Regions from separate parts of the Mus musculus genome. Here region 2 is linked to region 1. A link is a contact called in public HiChIP or PLAC-seq data. All regions are on one chromosome and are shown on one strand. The core of a region is the stretch at or near the end of the contact, and the rest is flanking DNA. Distances in the headings are between cores, read along the strand shown. Region 1 overlaps Tex2 (testis expressed gene 2). Region 2 has its middle 17 kb from the start of Gm39424.

The links. HiChIP or PLAC-seq counts read pairs in DNA pulled down with a chosen protein or histone mark.
Region 2: a contact with region 1 is called in an HNF4G HiChIP or PLAC-seq map of pancreatic cancer cells. The contact joins two enhancer-like sites. A contact is called at or near these places in 1 of 39 promoter capture datasets (cranial neural crest), 2 of 115 datasets of contacts at active chromatin or transcription factors (double positive thymocytes and pancreatic cancer cells) and 2 of 9 other capture datasets (adipose tissue and embryonic stem cells).

What each region holds. Positions count from the first base shown.
Region 1 is chr11:106,554,632-106,559,426 of GRCm38.p6, reverse strand. All of the region lies in intron 2 of Tex2 (testis expressed gene 2), which reads left to right. Among named protein-coding and RNA genes, the nearest start is that of Gm22711, 56 kb to the right of the region's middle. Within about 2 kb of position 2,491, at least 131 of the 459 cell types and tissues checked have an H3K27ac peak or open chromatin away from gene starts, as enhancers often do. A contact at or near this core is called in adipose tissue and pancreatic cancer cells, where this site is marked.
Region 2 is chr11:106,980,231-106,985,025 of GRCm38.p6, reverse strand. No RefSeq gene overlaps it. Among named protein-coding and RNA genes, the nearest start is that of Gm39424, 17 kb to the left of the region's middle. Within about 2 kb of position 2,480, at least 65 of the 459 cell types and tissues checked have an H3K27ac peak or open chromatin away from gene starts, as enhancers often do. A contact at or near this core is called in adipose tissue and pancreatic cancer cells, where this site is marked.

The sequences.
Region 1 (4,795 bases), core at 1,242-3,741:
GGCTCGGGGTTAAGAGCTCTTCTGCTCTTCCTGCTGTTCTAGAGGTCCAGAGTTCAGTTCCCAGCACCCACATCGCACCTCCAACAGTCGAGATCTGACACACTTTTCTGGCCTCTGTGAGCACCTGCACACACTCTGTACACACATGAGATATGATCTGATGTTTATTATATATAAACATAAAAGCAAAATTAAAAAGCTTAAAAGATAGCATGGCAATGTAGTAAAAATTGGCAAAAAGGCTAATTTTGTCTTCTCTTGCTTTGCTTCTCTCTATATTGTGTGACTTGTAGGTAAAGGTAGATAGAGTTGGTAGGTATTCACAACTTTCTTGACTGATGGGACAGGCAATCTGGAAAGCTTGGGGCTGCTTTCTTACTTGTTTGCTGATCTATTATTAACAAGCTAGTGTTGAAGTTATATGATCCAATGTTTATTATGTATGAATATAAATAGGGCCTTGGTTATCTCAGTGGTTCATCTGAGATCATTTAATTTGTTTGCCTAATTTTAGAGTTTCTTATCTTCTACCCTATTGCACTCTGCCAGTGCACTATAATTTAAACTGCATCACAATTAAAAACTCACCTGAGCTTGGGAGATGTCCCTGTGAAGGATAAAAGGCCCAGATAAAGATCATGTCCCACAGTTTGTGGCTTAGCTGTGACCTTGAAGCAGTTAGGGGGGGTGTGGACAGTATTGATGCTGTCCCTTCCCTCCACTAATGGACCCTTCCTCGTTCTCTGGAGTGTGTGTGGGTAGCATGTATTTTAAATACTGGCTGTCTCCTTGGGGCTATCATTTAGAAGATGAATTTTGTGTCTGCAGGTTTGCTTTGCCTTTTCTGGGGTAAAGTTAAATTTGCGCCAAAGTTGTTCCTTGTTCTCCAACCCTAGGATCTTTGGTCTTGTATTAGGTGACTCTGGCTCCCAAGTGTCAATATATCAGAAGGGGCTAAACTCAGTAAGTACAAAATCCTGTTTGTGTGGCATTTGTGGGCAGGTGAAATTCAGCTACCTGTGCGTACATTTTGGAGGTGAGCATCAGCAGCAGTGGCCGCAGCCCTGGCTTCAGCTGCTTTTCTCTGGGGATGAGCAGGGATCTGAGTGACAGGCAGTTCCCATTGCCAGTGTAGCCACAGGGTAAGAGCATGCTGCAGTTTCTGCTGTCAGCCCTGGCGCCAGCCACACTGAGGACTCTCATCACTTCCTGGGGCCAAAGGATCAGGTCTGACCTCTGGCCAGCCCAGCATCCAGCCGAGCACAGAGTGCTGGCCTTGAACCCTTCCCTGGCACTGTGATTGGGAGCAAGCACAATAGTAGCTCCTCCAGACTTTATTATTTTGCAAAAGGTTAATTGTAGCTTTTAATCTTTCCCAGGATTAAATGGCCCTCTTTATAGATTGTGGTTTGTACTTCCAGCCAAACGGGGCTTCTGAGTCCAGCAGAGAATTGAAGAGAAACCCCTGACCTTTCCTAAATGCTGTCCCAGGTCCAGACTGTAGCCCAGACAGCTGCTGCCTATGACTGGTCATTGTCCCAGTGGTATGCACGGTCTCCATTTAAACAGTCCCAGGTTCAGAAAGAAGCAAGGCTTATGTGACATCTCAGTGGTGTGTGTGGAACGACGACAGGAGGCCCTTGGAGTGCGACACCAACCTGTGCCGGTGCTCTTTGTGCCTACTCCCATGCCTATAACAAAATAAAGCTGGAGAAATATCTCACCCGCTATGTTTAGGGTTAAGAATGTTAGAATGGGTGTGCAGAGGGCAGTGGAGGAGGGGCAACATGGGGGTTGGGAGGCATGCCACTCTGAGCGCTGTGTATCTGACTGCTCAAGTCACATGCAGTCTAACCCAGGGTGTCAGTCAAGTACCGGGAGAATTTGGGTCAGCTCATGGTAGGAAGAGGTAATTAGGTTTGTATGTGGAAACTGCATTTTGCAAGGGAGACCTGGTTTGACGTATTGTGGTATCTCAGAGGCAGACTCGGGGGTCAGACTGAGTTGATTTGGGCCAGCATCTTGGTCTAAGCCCCAGGCTTGTCTGCCCCAGGTTCCCATGTAACATGGCTTCAGCAGCAGTTCCTGTCGCTCCAGGATTCTTATTCTCTTACTCTGCAGTTTTATGTCTTTTACTTTGATTCTTCTCCTTGAGGAATTACAGTGACGGAGTCTCCTCCTTGCAAGTAATTGTTGAGCTTGTTCCTTTGTGGGTCTCCAGGAGTGCCATGGAGTTATGGGCTGGGGGCAGCCTGTTTAGCTCCTGAGCTCCAAGGATTTCATTTAACCCTCCGAGCTGTTTTCGGAGTCAGACTTCAGTCGTATGCTCGGTCACGAGACATTGCTGGGACTGAGGTGGGCCTTGTTCTCCCTGCTCTGTGGAGCTGGCAGTTTAGTAAAGCAATCAAAACAGGTCCAGGGCAGAGAAGGCGTCAGCTTTGCTTTGACCTGAAGGCTGCTAAGGCACTGCCCAGACTATTGGCCGTGTCATGGGGCCATGGTTGGAGGCCACACCTCAGTCAGCTAGATCTGAGGCCAGGTCCCAGCTGTACCAGTCTCCATCAAGAGGCAGGTCATTCCCCTGTTTTGAGCTTTGTTTCGAATGTGGTGGTAGGAAATTGGTGTGGTAAGCCACATGGTACACATGAAGTTCTGGGACACGATAAGAGCCTAGATACCAGGTGCTGTTGTGAGTACTCATTAGTACTTTCTCACTGTGCTTAAGACTGTCCATTCTTACTGTATGAATTATGCTCCCTGCCTTCTGTCAGCATGGAGAAATGTTGTGGTTTACATAGACTATGAGTTGGGATGAGGAAAGCAGGAAGCTAGGCTGAGCCTCTTTACAGGATGGAAAAGTGGGGGGCTGAGGGCTGAGCAGCCCCCACGGTGGGTGTCGCTGGCAGGTGTTGGGGCCTGGGTTGGAACCCGAGCTGCCAGATTCTTGGGATTCTTGCTGACACTGCGGGTGGCCAGGGCGTCTATCCACAGTCTTCTACAGAGTCAAATGTGAGCACGCACGTAGATCTCCTAAAGCTAGCCAAGGTTGGGAAGCTGTGGACTTTAGCCTCAACTAGAATAAAAGGACAAAGGCATTTCAGGAAGGAGGAGATCAGGAGATGAAAGGGAAGGGAAAATGAGCAGACCATGGCAGCTGGACAGCTGGGGAGATGAGGATGGGAGGGATGCTGCCTGGGTCAGACTGGGCAGATGTTGGAGCAGGCGTCATGGCCTGGGCTCCTTGCCTCTGCCACTGGAGTAGTAAGGTTTGATCTGTGTAGTTCGGCCTCAAACTCCTTTCCTTTGCATTGCTCTGGATCAGGTTGCCCTGGTATTTGTCAGAACATGGAGTGTGACCTGTATCTGTCAGAGCTGTCAGCAGAGGCTAACTGCTTACTCATCCCTGAACTTTGGTCCTGCTGAGTGGAGCCAGAGCCCAGGAGGGGCCTGTTCCTCAGGCTCCTGGGCTGAGCTCCTGCTCTGTGGCTACCCAGAAGCATTGTGGGGAAGGTTGGCTTTGTTTACCATATTACACAGGAACTGACCTAGGAAGAGAACTGATCTGCCGGTCCTTAGAGGGCTCAGGATAACAAAACCTGTGCACAGAGACTGTTCAGCCAGACTGTTCAAACAACCTTTGGTGTGTTGTCTATTTTCCAATCTGAAAAGCAGAGAAATAAGCTAAAAACTTGATAGAAGTTTCCCTACAGATGAGTATGCATTTAAAGAGAGGAAAGCATTTGGAGAAGTCTCTGCCCAGTGACCCCAGTGGGGTTGGTTTTGAAGCCACATAGAACCGTTGTTGATAGCTGAGCACAAGAGCGTGTGCTCTTGGAACTTGATAGTGCAAATCTAAATGCTGGAGAGGTGAAGATGGGGAGATCTCAATTTGGAGGCCAGACTGGTGTACATAATAACTCTCTCAAAACACTAAAGGAAAGAGGAAACCTGTCATCAAAATCCTGTCATGTGAAATCTAACAGGCGTTTACATGTCTTTAGTCCCAGCACTCTGGAGGCAGAAGCAGGAGGAGCTCTGGGAGTTCAAGGCCAGCCTGGTCTGCAGAGTTGAGTTCTAGGACAGCCAGGGCTACATAGAGAAACCTTGTTTCAACCCTTACTTTCAGAAAAAAAGAAAAGAAAGAAATTACTTTTCTCCCTGCTGAGTTGGGAGGAGGTAGAGACTCTTGTGTCCCAGATGTACGTAGTCCCCTCTGTAACCTGCTGTCATAGCTAGGCAAGGCATTGCTGCTGGCGCCATAGGGGACATTAATTCTGCTTTAGAAGAGATGTTGGAGGCCTCTCTTGTCCCTCGAACATGGAGTTCATGAAGCTGCCATGGCCTTAATCTCCCAGCCCCTTGTTTTATTTGTGTCCAGTTGTGACAAATCTGCATATCTCAGGGTGGTGGAGGCCCTGTGCTCCGCACCAAGTCAGCCTAATTATGGTCGGTGCCAACAAGTAACTGGGAGAGTGGAGAGGGGAAACCCCAGCTGTACAGTGGCTAAGGACTGTGGCAAGGAATCCCAGGCCAAGGGTGCCATCAGAAGTACTTCAAGTGCAAGAAATGAACAAATGTTGGCTCGTTAACAAAAGAGAAAGTGTAGAGAGAATGTTCTCTGTCCATAATGTGATTAAACTGGAAGTCAGTAACAGATATCCTAAAAATTCTCAAAATTTTGAAAATGAAACATACTTCTAAATAGCTTGTGGAAAGAAAGTTAGGAAATGTTTCCAATTTAATGAGCCAAGAAATCCAGCATGTAGCAAGTTTCATGGGAATTTAGAAGGAAATG
Region 2 (4,795 bases), core at 1,231-3,730, 430 kb before region 1:
TTTCCTGCTATTTATTGTCAGGCAGGCTGACCTCAAACCTAGAACTCCTCTGTCTCAGTCTGTGTTTACAGGTATGTGTCACTTTTTCAAGTCCCTTGTCAATCACAGATAAAAATTACAGCCCATTGGTGGTGGCACACACCTTTCATCCCAGCACTTGGGAGGCAGAGGCAGGAGGATCTTTGTACGTTTGAAGCCAGCCTGGTCTGCAGAGTAATTTGTAGGACAGCCAGGGCTACACTGAGAAACCCTATCTCGGGTTGGTGAAGACCCACAGGATCTGAGCAGTAAGGGATTTTCTTGATATTCTGAAGACCCTAAATTTGACTCCCTTGGAACACACACCAAACACTCCAGATTGTTTGTACACTCAATAGTACTTTATCCGAATGGTGAATGCTATTCAACCTCCTGTCTTTTACTCCTGAGCCCTGTATTCACCTGGAAGTGCTAGGATGATCTGTGAGCCACCTATAATCCCGGCTCAGCACAGCTTCCTCAACTGAGTTATTTGAAGCTACAGTTGGGGCACTGTGGAGCCCCTCCCCAGGCTCTGAGTCGCTGTAGTGATCATAGCGGGGGCCGGAGAAACTAGCTCACCTTTGGCTTAATGCCATAACACGGCCCACGGGAATTTATGGAAACTAGAATAGTGGTCACTAGAGGTTACTCACAAACTGACCTTGAATGGTTGGCTGTCCCAGGTAATTTCAACCTCTTCCTGAATCCTTCATTGTTCAGTCCTGTTCCAACACTCCTGGGCTGGGTAATTGGAGTATGTCTTTATCTTGCTGGCCCTTAGAACCGTTGCTTGAGATACCCAAGATATCCAGTTCGGTAATGATTTGTTGTCTGGAAACTTCTTGGACCCTGATCTCTTCTCTTTGCTTGCTGGCTATGGTGTGAGCATTTTCTCTGGCACACAATTCCTTTCATTGCTATCCATCATCCCTACCAGAGGCCCCAAATCAGGAGCCAAAATCAACCCCTTAGAGCTTAATCTCGGTCATTTTGATAGCGACAGCTGACATTCATCCCAAAAGCTTGATGAAGCTCTGAAACTTGGAGCTGCCTCTGTTTTCCCAGAAAAGGAGGGATAGGGATTGGCTTCAGGTTCAGTTTCCCTGCAGGTTCCAGCGGGTGGGAAGGTCACTGGGGGCAGGGGGGGAATCTGGTTTCTTGTCCTCCTGCCAGACAGCCAGGTCCCTCGGAAGCAGATGCACCCCTCCTTGGGCATTTACCCAATGGGCTGGAGAGATGGCTCTCAGCTCACTGGCTATTCTTCCAGAAGTCCTGAGTTCAACTCCCAGCAACCACATGGTGGTTCACAACCATCTGTAATGGAATCAGATGCCTTCTTCTGGCATGCAGGGGTATATCAGATAGAGTACTCATACACATAAAATAAATACATATTTTTTAAAGAGTTTTCTCAAGCACTACTGTGGGGTGGAAAGGATTCCTTCCTAACCATGTAGAAATGGCAGGGCCAGCCTGGCTCAGGAGCTGTCTCTCTCCTGAGCAAGTGCCTGCTTTTCTAGACCTCTTCTTTGCCCTTGAAGGTGACAACTGCTCCCTACCCCTCTACTGTTTTAGCTGTGTAATTGTACTGGGAGAATTTGTTAGCTAAGGTCACAGCTGGCTCCCAGGTATCTCTTAGTCTCATGACCCCTGGTACAGTTTTGCTTGGGAGACTCAAATTTGCTGGGGCACAATGCTTGTTACGCACCCACTGGGAGATTTATAGGCAGACATGGAGAGAACAGACCTCTAGAGATAGGATGGGGTCTCGAAGCTTCTTCTTGTGATAAGTTGTAGCTATGTGATATGCCTAAAATGGAAGAGGTTAACTTCATTTTTACCCAACCCGAAGATAGCTCTGGCTGTCTTGGGAGCAGGATGGTCTTGAACTCACAGAGATCCACCTGCCTCTGTCTCTGGGAGAGACGTGAGAGCAGAAGTTCAAAGTCATTCTTTTTTTTTTTAAGATTTTATTTATTTGTTTATTTGTTTATTTATTTATTATATGTAAGTACACTGTTGCCGTCTTCAGACACTCCAGAAGAGGGAGTCAGATTTCGTTACGGATGGTTGTGAGCCACCATGTGGTTGCTGGGATTTGAACTCCGGACCTTCAGAAGAGCAGTTGGGTGCTCTTACCCACTGAGCCATCTCACCAGCCCCCCAAAGTCATTCTTGACTACAGAGCAAGTTTAAAGCCAGCTGGGACTCTGTAATACTCTGTCCTCTCCCACCAACCCCCCCCCAACAAAACAAACAAACAAACAAACAAACAAACAAAACCACAGACCAATCCAACAAAACAAAAGTCCTCAGAGCGTGTTCTGTGCTTCCCACATTGACAATCTAGCCTGTCTCTTTCAGGTAAAAATGGAAAGACATTCTCCTCTCCTTGTGCAAAGAAATGACTCATCATTCCCTTCCCGGAACTAATGTGGAGAGAGCTAGCAGGTTTCTAACATACTTCAGCTGTTCAGGAAATACTTTAAATAATTTCCTGCTGCAGAGGCTAAGAGGAAGGCCAACCAACTGGAAAGGCGTGTGCCTGCTCTCTCTCTGTCTGTCTCTGTCGTTATCTATCTCTCTGTCTCTCTCTACCTCTGTCTGACCTCAAGTTCAGTTCAGAAGGGCCCTTTACCCGTTCATGTAACACTCTGGACAGTCATCCTTTTTATGTGGAATTTGTTTGTTTGTTTTGAGGCCGGGTTTCTCATTGTAGTCTTGATTGGCCTGGAACTCACTCTGTAGACCAGGCTGGGCTCGAACTCAAGAGATCCAATTTGAGTACTGGGATTAAAGGCATTCACCACCACCACCATTTGGAGGGATTGTTATTTTTAAGAACGTGGATGTGAGAATCCTGGTATCTTAGACTTCCATTGTATTCTGGGCTTCCTAAGAAACCTTACAAATCTAAGTTAATTAAGCCTGGTAAGTCCTCTCTGTCATTATTGAAAGGTAGCCAGCTCTGAGATAGACTGGTTACCCTGGACAACAAATAGTGGCCAGATGGGAAGCCAGAGGCCCAAAGCAATGGCAAGGAAGAATGGAGTTAGGCAATGAGTAATTAATTGCCTCCCTCCTTTGCTTCAGCCTGCAGCAGGCCTCAAATGACTGCCATTTCTAACTGGGTCATTGAAACATTAGAGCAAACTTTCAGGTAATGGCTTAAGGGAAAAAAAAAAAAACAGAAAAAAAAAAAGCCTAAGATTCTAGTCTATTTAAATTGTTGGTTCTAAAGGCAGATTTTGAAATTCCCCTTCCCTCAGGGGGCATGTCACAGTGTGGAGACAGTTTTGGTTGTCACATGTGAGACAGGGCTATTTTACTGCCTCTGAACGTCCATAATGCATACAATAGGCCTCAGTAAAGACACATCCATGCTTAGGAATGTCAACAGCTTGGAGGTTACAAGCCCTGTGTTACTGTTGTTGTTACAAACTCTGTGTTACAGTTGTTGTTGTTACAAACCCTGTGTTACTGTTGTTGTTGTTGTTACAAACTCTGTGTTACTGTTGTTGTTACAAACTCTGTGTTACTGTTGTTGTTACAAACCCTGTGTTACTGTTGTTGTTGTTACAAACTCTGTGTTACTGTTGTTGTTGTTACAAACCCTGTGTTACTGTTGTTGTTGTTACAAACTCTGTGTTACTGTTGTTGTTGTTACAAACTCTGTGTTACTGTTGTTGTTGTTACAAACTCTGTGTTACTGTTGTTATTGTTACAAACTCTGTGTTACTGTTGTTGTTACAAACCCTGTGTTACTGTTGTTGTTACAAACTCTGTGTTACTGTTGTTGTTGTTACAAACTCTGTGTTACTGTTGTTGTTGTTACAAACCCTGTGTTGCTGTTGTTCACTAATGAGAGTAAATCCTCCCTCTGTAATCAGGCTTTGCCAGGACATCACAGTAATCCTCCCTCCTTAGCTTCCCAAGTGCTGGGGTTACAGGTGTGGGTCCTCACATGCGGATGAGACCCTGGCTTAAAGATTCAGGAGACAGCATGCCTTTTATCCCAGCACTTGGGAGACAGAGGCAGGTGGATTTCTAAGTTCGAGGCTAGTCTGGTCTACAAAAGTGAGTGCCAGGACAGCCAGGGCTACACAGAGAAACCCTGTCTTGAAAAACCAAAAAAAAAAAAAAAAAAAAAAAGATTCAGGAGACAGCTTCCAGGTACCCCAGGCTAAGCTGGAATCAGCCACCAGGGAAACACCCTGGGATTGGTTTATTTATTTACTTATGCATTTTATCTATTTTGAGGCAGGGTCTGATAAACCAGGTTGGCTGTGCATACTCAGCCTAAGGAAAGGTTTAAAAGCCTGGAAGGCTCCTTGCAACTAGAAAGATAACCACAGGGAGGCAGTAGAGTTTAGGGCGTTAGAACCTTGCTCTTGAATTCCATTTGCGTTGCCATCCAGGCTGGACGCCTCCAGACCGCTGTGTGGCCTTCAGCAAGTTGTTTAACTGCTCTGTGCGGCACAGCTCCCCAAGGTAGAGATGAAACTGCTATCGACTTCCTAAATGAAATTATGAGTGATGCCAGCTCTCGATTAGTTTTAGGGTTAAAAATTAAAAGCGAGTAGGGCAGGACACAACTTGGTTTTGGATTCACTCCGTAGCTGAGGATAACACTGGATTCTTGACTTTTGTGCCTCCACCTCCAAAGTACTGGAATTGCAGTGTAAATGCTGAATAGCTCCCCCAACAAATCCATTCCTATTAGATTAAGTTCACTGCAGTGCAGGTATCTCAGTGTGTGTGTGTGTGTGTGGGG